Regions from separate parts of the Drosophila melanogaster genome. Here region 2 is linked to region 1. A link is a contact called in public Hi-C data. All regions are on one chromosome and are shown on one strand. Each heading gives the region's core, a stretch centred on a gene start, on an enhancer-like site or on the middle of the called end of the contact. The rest is flanking DNA. Distances are from core to core; before and after follow the strand shown.

What was found. Hi-C and Micro-C count contacts between places; a contact is called where the count stands out from the background.
Region 2: a Hi-C map of the Kc167 cell line shows a contact between it and region 1, with 2.7 times the contacts expected there. The contact joins the promoter of CG14434 here to the promoter of kdn in region 1. A contact is called at or near these places in 5 of 107 Hi-C or Micro-C datasets (the Kc167 cell line, the S2 cell line, embryo and 2 more).

The regions. Positions count from the first base shown.
Region 1 is chrX:6,347,001-6,352,816 of dm6, forward strand. It overlaps kdn (knockdown), which reads left to right and starts at 3,629. Exons shown (of 3, transcript NM_167072.2): 1 at 3,629-3,954. The coding sequence starts at 3,736. It overlaps ND-B16.6 (NADH dehydrogenase (ubiquinone) B16.6 subunit), which reads right to left and starts at 3,401. Exons shown (of 3, transcript NM_001316630.1): 1 at 3,293-3,401; 2 at 3,122-3,238; 3 at 2,016-3,054. The coding sequence starts at 3,227. The coding sequence ends at 2,696. CG3847 reads left to right here and starts at 103. Exons shown (of 1, transcript NM_132089.4): 1 at 103-2,236. The coding sequence starts at 505. The coding sequence ends at 1,647.
Region 2 is chrX:6,863,660-6,869,475 of dm6, forward strand. It overlaps CG14434, which reads right to left and starts at 3,535. Exons shown (of 3, transcript NM_001298040.1): 1 at 3,143-3,535; 2 at 1,243-1,322. It overlaps CG43736, which reads left to right and starts at 4,568. Exons shown (of 5, transcript NM_001298043.1): 1 at 4,568-5,121; 2 at 5,602-5,816. The coding sequence starts at 5,731.

The DNA of each region.
Region 1 (5,816 bases), core at 2,379-4,878:
CGATAGGCGGCGGTCATCGGGAAATACCAAATGCGAGAAACGCACTAAAAAATCGCTGACGCGGCGGGCCAGACCGCATGCAGCTCCACTTCCAGTGTCCACCATCTTGGCCGAAGTTGCCACAAAAGTAGAATCGTGACGGACGGCAAATAATTGCAAAACGCATAGTGTTGACTATTGTGGAAAAAACCCAGAGCGAAAGGCCGCCAAAAAGAAGTTGGCAATAAAGCAGGCGGGGATTGAGTACCGAATCCAGCTGGGCCATAAGGTGCTCGAATTTGATTTCAATATTAATTCCAGCCGTGCGAAAGAGACAGCGCGTCAGCCGAGTGCGAGAGGGAGAAGCAAAAGCAAAGGCAAAGGCAGAGGCAAAGCAGGGTTGTCGCCGGGAAAAAATCATATTGTTAAAGTAGGAAAATCAAAGGCTACTGTGAAATCTTCAGATCTTCAGATTTTGCCAAAACAGGTCGTAAGTGATCAAAACTTATTCAAAGCCAACTCGATATGAATGCCAAGCGCGTGAAGTATTCCATGGTGAAGGAGGAGATCGTGCCCGTGCTTATCGAGCAAGATACCGAGGTTGATCCCGAGGAGGAGCCCGAGGAGGATGAGGAGCACGTTCAAGAAGATGACGGCCAGGAGACGCAATATACGTATGCCTATACCACCGGCGACGACGATGACACCGAAACTGCGGTGGTGACCCTCAGCGATCGTGACCACGAGGCGCTGGTCAATGCCGAGGAGGTGATTATCGATGAGAACGGTCACGCGGTGACCCTGCAGGAGCTGGTCGAGAACAGCACCGTCGAGGAGGAGACCATCGAACAGGGCGATGGTACACACACCATCCTTCATATTGTGCCCAATATTCATGGCGAGGAGGTCGAGGAGGATGAAGAGCTCGAGGATGGCGAGGAGGTAGAGCATGACGATGAGTTTGTCACCGTCGACCACGAGGGCGGCGAATTGGAGGTTGAAGATGACGAGGTGGGCTCTATTGTGTTCGAGAGTACCATCGACCATGCCGAACAAGATCCGTATGGTCGCAACAAGACCTTCTACTGTCCCAATTGCGGCAATTGCTACAGCGCCGCCGGCTCCCTGAAGCTTCATATGCGCGCCTGCCTGCGGCAGAGGAACGAGATCTCCACCGATGAACGCAAGTGCAAAGTGTGCAGCAAGGTCTTCAACTCGGTTGCCTACCTCAAGGAGCATATGATGCGGCACACGGGCGAGCAGCCCTTCCGCTGCACCCGCTGCTATCGCAAGTTCGTCGAGGAGAGCAAATTTACCGCCCACATGGAGTCGCACAAGCACCAGGACAAGCTCGAGGCCGAAGCGGTGGCCCTGGCCGCCCAGCACGGCGGCAAGAAGGTGGTCGTCAAGGAGTTCCAGTGCGCCTTCTGCTCGCAGAACTTCACCGTCGTCTTCGATGTTGGCCAGGTGAAGAGACGCTATGCCTGCGACGCCTGCCGCGATAAGTACTCTAATGCGGAGGCACTGCGGCAGCACAAGCAGCAGGTGGAGGAGAAGCGCGAGTTCAGCTGCGTACGTTGCGGCCGCAAGTTCGTTTTCGAGGGCTTCCTACAGCGCCATCTGCCCACCTGCGATGGCAGCATCAAGCGTCGAAGGGACATGAAGTAGAGGCGGCCACAACGTGATGAGCACTGGCGGCGTCGGCAGCAGCTGGAGCCGGAGCGTGATGAGCAGAAATCGCCGCCGCCAGTGCGTTACGTTGTTATCAAGCAGGAGTACGTAGATTAGGAGCAGTAGGATTAGCTGGAGCACGAGCTAGTTTCTAATGATTCGCCCATGCAAAACTCGGACACTAGCCGCCCGGGCCAGGAGAAAGGAGCAGCTGCTGTTTATCTACACGCAAACATAAGTCCACACCCATATTGTATTTTTTGGGAGCCACAACGGGGGCCACTGTCGTCAAGCGATTCCAAAGGAAAGGGTTTATCTTTTACCTAGTTGTACACAAATCCACACACACAGTTGTTTTTTTTTTTATATGATTTCAGGCCAACTCTGCGGTTTACAATTGAAGATAAAAGCATGTCGACGGATGTCGATCATGGCCCATGTATAGATATATATTACTTACTTATAATTACGACTACTTAATGTTAGAGCTCACGATCACCCGCTATTGTGTAATAACCCGAAACTCCAAATACTGACACACAAAACGAGCGTCAAATCGATGTTGAATTCAATAAAAAATAAAAATAAAATAAATCAAGAATGTTTTTCAATGGCTCAAGATTTCTTCATTGCTATTTTAATAATCCCTATTGAATCATAAGCATTTCGTAGTGTTTTATGTTGTGAATTTATTATTTTTACTAAGCAGCAGATTTTCAATTAGATTTTAATTTGGTGACACAGCCAACTGGGATTCCCCGCTGTTGGTGCCACCAAATCCATCTAATTTGGCCATTTTTGAGCACTGCCCGTGGGCTATATTGCAGCTGGACGGCAACGCCCCCGGTTTGGTAAAAATCTCTGGCTACCTCGGGTGGTCCAGCACAGGATTTGGATTAAACACACACAAAGAGAATCGGTATTTCAGCCAATCTGATCTGACATTATAATTGGTCGATACTTTCTTTTTTTGGCGCTTAGGCGGATGATCTACAAACAAAAAGGTGCGTGCTTAGGCATTAACTAATCCATTAACTAGGCCGATTTAGGACCAGAGCTTCAAGTGGGCACGCTTGGCGTACGACTTCCAGTCGGAGTGGGCGTAGAACTCCTTGAAAATGGGCGTGACCAGGGTATCCTCGGGCAGGGTCTTGAAAACGGGCTCACCATACCAGGTGCCCACCTCCCAGCCGGGCACGTTCTTCATCAGCTCGGCCTCCTCGTCCCGATTGCGTCGCAACTGGCGCAGGAATTCGCGATCCCGCTCGGCGACCAAAATGGGAAAGATGACATTCTGGGCGGAACGCATCTCGATCTCGTCGCGCTTCACCTTCTTGGCGGTCAAGTAGTAGATGCCCAGGCCAACGGCTGTCACAACCACATAGGTGCCGATGGTGGTGAAGCCTGCCGAGGGATTGATATAGTTACCAGCACATATATGGTTAGATCAATGGGATTTGGAGGAGCTCACCTGTGAAGTAGCTCTTCGGTGGCACGCGGGCAAAGGGTATCTTCTTGTAGCCGCCCGGCGGTGGAAGGTCCTGTTTCGGGGGACAATGCGGCACTGCCGTCGCCATGGTGACTCCTCCTGTGGTACAAAGTATATATCAGTCGGCTGTTTGGCCGGTAAACTGGGACTTACGCTCGAATAAAGGGAAAAAATCTGTTGAATTGTCAAAAAAATGACGTTTTTTGCATAACACCAAGGCAGTGTGGCCTGACTTGGGGCAGGGTAAAATACCAAGTAGTGACGAAAATATACCAAAAAGTGGCGAATACTGCAAACGAAGTTGAAAAATATTTTCTAACGTGAAAAGTTGAGTCAATTTATTTGATTTATATTATATTATTATCGAAAGACAATCACAACAACAAGTCACAGTAGAACGTGCAAACGTTTATACGGTATTACAGTATATACAGTATTCCGAACTGTTTGATACCATCCCTATATTTATCGCAATCGCTTTCCTGTCAAAATAAATTTTTGTATCCTACATCACTAGCTTTCACATTCCCAAAAACAAGAGAAAAAGCGAACTAGAAACTTCGAAATATCGTATATATTTACAGCTAAAAGTAGTAATGTTCGTACGCCGTTTCGGAAATGGCTCTTTGGGCCATCATTTTGCCTTTCAACGACGTTATTTGGCTAAAAATTCTATGTGGGACTCGAAGTCCATTGGGACTCCAAGTTCATTCCGAATGCGTTCCAAAAAGGATAACGTGACTGGCAATCTCAAGGAGCAGCAACAATCGGCGACTCCGGAAACCTTGAACATGCCTGATATGCAGGATGCCCAAGTGAGTTTTCTTTTAATATAAATCTCCCTTCATCTGATTTTTCCATAACAGCGAGAAAGGTGACCAAGACCATATGACCATAAACAAATTTTATTTAATATTTGCCAAGATCTGTTTTTCCAAATTTCGTTCAAAAATGAATCAGTTTTTTGGCCACAACTTTAAAAATATTTGTCCAAATATGGAGTTCCATATCTCGTTGAGCTCGTATTTAAATTCCCTATCAAACTGTATCCACAAATGGAAATTCTATTTTTTGACCATTTTTCGCAAATTTTGATGATGTTACCCCTTACAAAAAATGCGAAAAATTACCAAAAAATTAGTTTTTCCAAATCGGTCAAAAAGTGATTGGGATGGTTAGCCTTCGCAATTAGCTGCTCAAAACAGTTATTCTTTTCGCTTTGTGATCACTTTTAGTCAAGTTATGATTAAAATGCCCATCTATAATTTTGTAATTTTTGCAAAAATAATTTTTTTCGATTTTCCGTCATAAAAGAATCAGTTTTTTTTTGCCATAACTTTAAAAATAATTGTCTGAATACGGAATGCAATACCTCGTCGAGCTCGTATTTAAATTCCCTGTCGAACTGTATCAAAAAATAGGAATTCTATTTTTTGGCCAATTTTTGCAAATTTTGATGATGTTACCCCTTACAAAAAAAAAATTGACCCAAAAATTAATTTCCCTAAATCCTTCAAAAAGTGGTAGGAATCCTAGCACTGCGAATTCGCTACTAAAAGTAAAAAAACTACTAAAACTAAGTAATTAAAACTACTAAATTGTAAACTGTACGACAAGTTTTAACAAAGTTATGATGATAAACGTCTTCGTGAATATCGAACTTTTTATTGATCTGTGGCCTTTTTCGGCAAAGCTTTATTATAAAACTTCAGTTGAAATATGATTATTTTTTACAAAAGTCGGTGTTTGATTTTCCCGCAATAAAAAGATATTTCCCTCACACGACAGTATTTATACTCTATAGCAAACAGACAATGTCAGGGAGCGGTTTAAAATGCATGGAAATGGGGGGTGTCGACTGGGATAGCTAATAGACTTTTTTAAAATTGGAATTGAAAACTAGTCTGCACTCGAGCAAATGTCAATTTATATGGATCTTAGTAGAGCAAAAATGCATCCAAAGCATATAACATCTATTTCAATTAAATAAGTTGCGTGGGCGTTTTTTTTCAAGTACCAGAGCAGGCAGCCCACCTTAAGTGTGACCTTTCTGGGGGAGAGCGGAAAACGCCGTTGCGTGGGAATTAGCGGGTGTTCTTTGCGCTCGTGCCGCCCCTTCCCGCAGAAAATGCGATTGGCGCCATTCAGTTGCCGCGCAGCTGCTAGACGAGAGACCCACGAAAAGAACACTTCACTTCCAGAAAAAGGAAAGCAAATTTTTTTCTGTGTGTGTGTTTTTTTCTAGCCAAGGCGAAAGTGTTTTTCTTCTACTCGCAGCCGTACGTAATCGCATTGCCATGTCGCTCTATCGCATTTCCGCACGGAAATTGTCCGAGGCACAGGTGAGTTCTTCATTTTAACTTTTCGAATTACCCCTTTGCTTTTCGACCAGTGTATCGAATTCCCATGCTTTCCTGGGATCTCTATCCACCTCCTTCCAGTTAGCTAACCGTAAAGTGTGTCGCTTCTGTTGTTAAAACCTTCGTCCTCTCCCCTCCCTTTCGCTCTTCCTCAACCCATCCCTCATCTGATCCTACTCCTCTTTTCCCATCCTCTTCTTCTTCTTCAACACACGTCACGCTGGAATTGAAAAAAAAAGAATTTCCAGACATGTGCTTGCGATTAAGAACTTTATTCTCTTCATTGTTGTTGGCGAATGATAAGTGCTAACGTGTAT
Region 2 (5,816 bases), core at 2,285-4,784, 520 kb after region 1:
TCCAATATTGCTATACATACATACATAGCTACATATGTATAATAACAAAATAGATACATACATATGTATGTATGTATGTTCCAAGTTGAGTGTATTGCAATGTAAAGAGACTAGCGCAGCATCTGCGACTAATTTCTAAAAGGTACATACATACATACATATGTACATACAATACATACATATATTTCGATCGGAAAAGCCTAATTGACCTCTTGGACATTGGCAAAGGTGTAAGCCATGTGCAGAGAGATCGAAGCCGAAGGGAGACCAGTGAGGACATTGGAGAAGGAGCAATATCAATTACAACGGGGAAGGGGGACCAGGTGGTCCTGCGTCCGGAGTTGCCAACTGTCACCGAAGGACACGGCGAAGAGGAGACCGAGAAAAGTGTTGAGGATGAGAAGGGAAGCGGAGGAGCAGGAGCAGGAGCAGAAGCAGTAGATGCGATAGAGAAGAGGTGCAGTCTAATTTCTGACGCGTTCTTTAAAACACCTTTTTGTGCGGATTGACAGATACGATGAAAACTTACAGCAAAGCAATGCCAGCCCATACACACACACACGTGCAGAGGAAAATGCGGCAAAAAGAAAGTGGAGAAGAGAAGTGGAGTTCGGGAAGTTACCAAGGGCTGGAAAACGCAGTAGGTGGGAGGAAGAGGGAAAGCCTGGTGAAAAGACAGAGAGAGCTACAGCAGCTGCAGCAGGCGAATGAAAGTGCATAAAAGGCTGCCAAGTAAACTGTGCATCAGTGTTGATATTTATGTCTATGTTTTAACAATACTTATGCATATACATACATTTGTATGTATATGTATGTATGCATGTGCTTTGTGTGCAAACTTGGTAAGCACTTTTCATCTTTTTTTTTGAGCCTCTTTTGTATGCTCGTGAATTGCAACTGCAACTGCAGCTAAAACAACAAGAATCTAGCAAGTGAACCCCAAAATGATAAGCAAAAGATGCGGATACTGATAATGAAAGCGGGAAGCAGAACGGGGTAAAACAACACAAAACCAACCGCAAAAACTTGATGGTGTAAAGTTGCGTTAAAGCCACATAGGCTTAACCCACTATTTACCCGAGCGAATTTAGCGATAAACATTTAAAAAATATACAAAACGTGCAAATTGAGTTTTAACTGGAAATTGCATACTTGAACTGTTTGTAGAATTCCTTTAAAATAAAGCTGAGGAAACACCTGTTCCGCATGGTACTATCCTTTGTGGCAATAGCCTAGACTTACATGGAATATCCCCCAATAGTGGAGCATAATAGTTTAACATCCGCATTACTGTCCAATCCTATGCGTTCGTATTTCAAAATCTGAAATCATGAAAAACACAAATTTCTATGCATATACTGACATAAGTTCAAGCGCATTTAAAGTGTATCTTCCAAAAAGATAACCGAAGAGAAATAACCGCAAGCATTTCAACTCGAATGTTTGTTTTCCACCTAAAAAGTACTCACTTAGAGCGTTTGGTAATTGACACACAGAGGGTTAAAGGTGGCAATGGGGCGGTGGGTGTTGAAAGAAGTGGGTGCAATGCGATGGTTTGGGGGGGTTGGGCACACGCTCACATTAACACCGGCACACCAACACTCTGTAACGCTCTCAGGTGCTGCGGGCGCATTAGCCGAAAGCAGAAAGCAAAGTGCAGCGGAGAAGGAGAAGAGGAGAGGAAAGCAGGGCAGAAAAAAAGTGATGTGAGTGGGAAGATTGCGGTGGAAAGTACTGCGGGTGGTGGGCGTTGCGCGCTTGGGGGGAGCCGAGGTCGAACGGATGTCCGGTCCCCATTGATTGGCCAGAGTCCCCAATGAAAGGAGCAGTGAGTGGGGTAATTTTATAGAGGCAAAGAGATACGCAGCAAATCTGCATAATTTTAAGTTTGTGTTAAGAAACTATGTAGATGGTAGAACGACTTTCCCCATTAACGTTTGGTGGCACAAATGCATTTACAAGAAAATGTTAGAGAAAATTCCTGAAGCAACTCGCACAAAAATTGTAAATAGCCATTAGTCGCTGTCAAAGCCAAGACTGTTTAAAAAGTGTTTACACATCCAGCAGTATTAACAATATTACTAACGTAATTTTGGCAAAATTTAACCGTTTCTAAGCGGTAAGATCTCTTGTTCGTTTGTATTTTTGTATATTGCCACCATACATATGTATATACATACATACATATGTACATATATATGTACAAACATCATCAAGCTCGGTAAGCCCTCCTAGTTCTACTTCTTTGTGCAGCAAATATCGGTTTTCTGTTCCCTGCGCAATCGTGAAGCTTGCCAAAATCATAGCAAACGGCAGAGCCGACCATCCGCCTACCGCCCCAATCCCCCGTTTTGAGCCACCCAACGCCCAATCCAATATTTCCCATTGATGGTTAAACGAACGGTCTACATCCACGCATGCAAACATACATACATGTGTACGCCTAGATTCATACATGCAGACAGACGCACACATGCAGGCACATGTTTAGTCGTGTTTACATAGCAAAGCGCGCACGAAACGGGGCCTTTCGTAACGCTCGCTTCTCACGCTGTCTCCCTCTTTCTCCCCTTACCCAACCCCTCGCACTTACACCCTCTCTCTCTCACTCTCGTACACTCTTCGTTCGCATCGATGGCGACTGACGATGTCGAATGCGTATGCCCACCACTACAGATGCACATTTCGCACACTTTAACCGTTGCACATAGCCTCGTACATATAGATTTATGTATGTATATGTATATACATATATATCTATGTACATAGTTAAGCATATGACTAAATACGAATACCGCACTATTAGAAGGGGGTTTACATGGCCGTAGAGAAAAAAAAAACAAAAAACATCTTCCACACAAAGTACAAGAAATACCCAAACACACTCACGCACAGCTGACTAATTAGCAAAGCAAAACACCAAAAATCAAAACCCCCACTCAAAATCAAGAGAGATGCCACGAAACAGGGAGCCCGTAGAACGAAAGAATTAAAGAAAGCCACGCACTGGAGAGTCTCGTACCGTACAAACTAAAAAGCCCGGGAGACACCTGAAACCAAAGCCGAGAGATACCAATAAACTGCAGTGCCTTCCATTGACACTCGGCTTTTGAATACCCTAAAAACTGATTGGTGTACTTACGTACATTCATATATAAATTGCGTTTCGGTTTATATTGTGTAATCCTATTACACACATAAGCATATGATTGAATGAAAACAAGTAGAACCTTTAATAGGCTACAGTTGGTTCTAAATAAATTGAAGTGGACATTGCATTAAGTAAAATACATATCACAATGTGTTTTGGCGCAACTGTACGTTTAGTTTTCGGGACCAAATAACACCTGTTTTGATCTGACTGTACTTCGCGGGACTCGTTATTAACTGGCAGTTAACTTTTTAGCCCCGTATGATGGCGGCACAATGGAATTTGACTTGGACTCTTGGACCTGGCTAATTAAATTTTTTTTTTTGGTAAATGTTTAGAGTCGGGGCGACCTTTTGGAGCTGCGCCCGTTCGTGAACTCGTGTATTCGTTTGTTCGTGTTCGTGCTCGGTCGTTCCCGGTTTTCTCTGCCTTCTGGAACGGGGCCTGTCTTGAAAGCCGCAGAGCGCGCGAATACCGAAAACTTCTTGCATTCGACGGTGCGAAAGGGACGGGGAGAGTGATGGCATGTGGGAAAGGGAGAGGGCTAGAGCGAGGAGAGGTGGCCATCGAATGCTAAGCAGGGGCCTTTGCTTTTGCTTTTGGTGCTTGCCAAAAATAGAGCCGCCCCGCCACGCCTTCGCCCACAAAGAGCACCCACCCACCCACTCCCGCACAAAAGCAACAACATCATCATCACACCACCAATACCAAAACCAATACCAATACTGTGACCCAGCCAGCTCTCTGTGAACATGTGTCAGTGTGTGTGGGTCTTGTATATAGCATAGCTTAAGCTTTCCTTGTACCGTGGTTCAAATGCCAGGGGAAAATGGCATTATTATATTCTTATAGAGAAATAATATATACAAATAAATTTGTACAACTGTATGTAAAGAGTAAACATGTAACAAGGAAACACTAATTTTAAAGTAAATTTAGCTAGTTTGCATTATTTTTTACACCATTTATATGAGTAAGCCACAAAGAAGCTTGCCTTTTTTGATCTGCTTGATTCCCAGATGGTGTTACTAAAAAATAATGCGAATTTGAGAGAAAGTTTAACAATAAAAAGTTCAAATTCGAGATACATATGTGTAGAGTATTTAAAGAACTTAATTGTGAGGTTAAATATTCAACAAATGGTAAACTTGTAATCCCATAAATTCGTATTATTTTATAAAATTTTACTTTCATACTGAATTGGCTAAGATCCCTTAATTAATTTCCATAAGTTGCTTATGTCTTAACCACTGTGGGTTGTAACTCTGCAGCTACGTTGACGTCGGCGTCGCAGCTTAGAGCTAGTCGATGAGCGGAAGGAGAGAGAGAGAGCAGGCGTTCGTCGAGGAGGGGGCTAGCCGAATAGGGTGAGAGAGAGCGATGGCAGAGTAGGAAAATGCATAAGAAGGGGGGTGGGGGCGCAAAAGGGAGACGGACAGCAGCAACAACAATTCGGCAAAATGTTCGTGGCAGCGTTGCAGCGACGCCGACTGCGCTACGGGTGTTTGTTTTTTTCTCTTTCGTGTTTTCCGTTTTTCTTTTGCGCTCTGCATCCGCTGCCGCAGTAGGCGTCGCTGCCGGCGCGCTGCGCCAGTGTGGGTGAGCGCACGGCTGTAGGTTTGTGTGTGTGCCGTACACATTTTTCAGTTGACTTCGTTGAAATAATTTTCGTAACAACGATCACACTCGTTTGTGTATTGCGAAGACGGGCGGACGTGCGTCGGCGTCGAATGCGGAACAAGCGCTAAAGCAAACTAGCGAAAAAGTGCGAATATCAAAAGAAAAGAGAACCAAACAAATTGTTTTTTTTTTTCACCACGAGCGTCGTCGCAAAAACAACAAAAAGGAATTTAATAAACCAAAAGCAAACGAGGAGAGAGAAAGCAGCAACTAAATATAACAACAAATGCATTAAATAGTTTTGTTTTTTTTTTTGCCACACTGCCAAAATGCAGTTAGCGTTTGTTTGTGTAAGTGTACCACATGCATACATAATGTATAATTTATATGCCAAAAACAACAACAGCAATAGCATTGTGTGCAAAATGTTGAAATGAGCTCGAAAAACAACAAAAATAAGTGCGCGCATTAACACACGCACACTTGCAAAGGAAAACATCTAAAAAAATTATCACGTGTGTGTGTGTGTGTGTGTGTGTGTGAGACAGCCGGTCAGTGTGACCGTTTGTGTGCCAGAAAGAGAAGGATCGAACAAGCCGGCTGTTTATTTCTTTTATAGTTCTGTTTAAATAACAAATACACTTGCCAAAAGAATTTCATTTTGATGTGTGAATAATTAAAAAAATCAGTAAGACATAATGCAGTCTTTGTTAAATATATATTGACATATATGAGCATATATATAAATACATACACAAATAACATATCAAATTGAAATGCTGGCAGTACCAATCGAACTGTCATCCTAACAAGTAAATTTTTCAATACAGCTCCTAATATAAAACCAAACCAAAAGTGTGGATATCGAAAAGTCTGGAAAAGTACGATAACGCAAGATTACATAGAGCGCGAGCAAGACAGCATTCTAGAGCAAAAGAGCGAGAGTGTGCGGAGGAGCGATGGCCAGCGAGGATGTGCAGATCACTAGCGTCATCGATGCCAATGGCCAGAGCCTACCGCTCCACGGCAACAGTTTGGGCGGTCC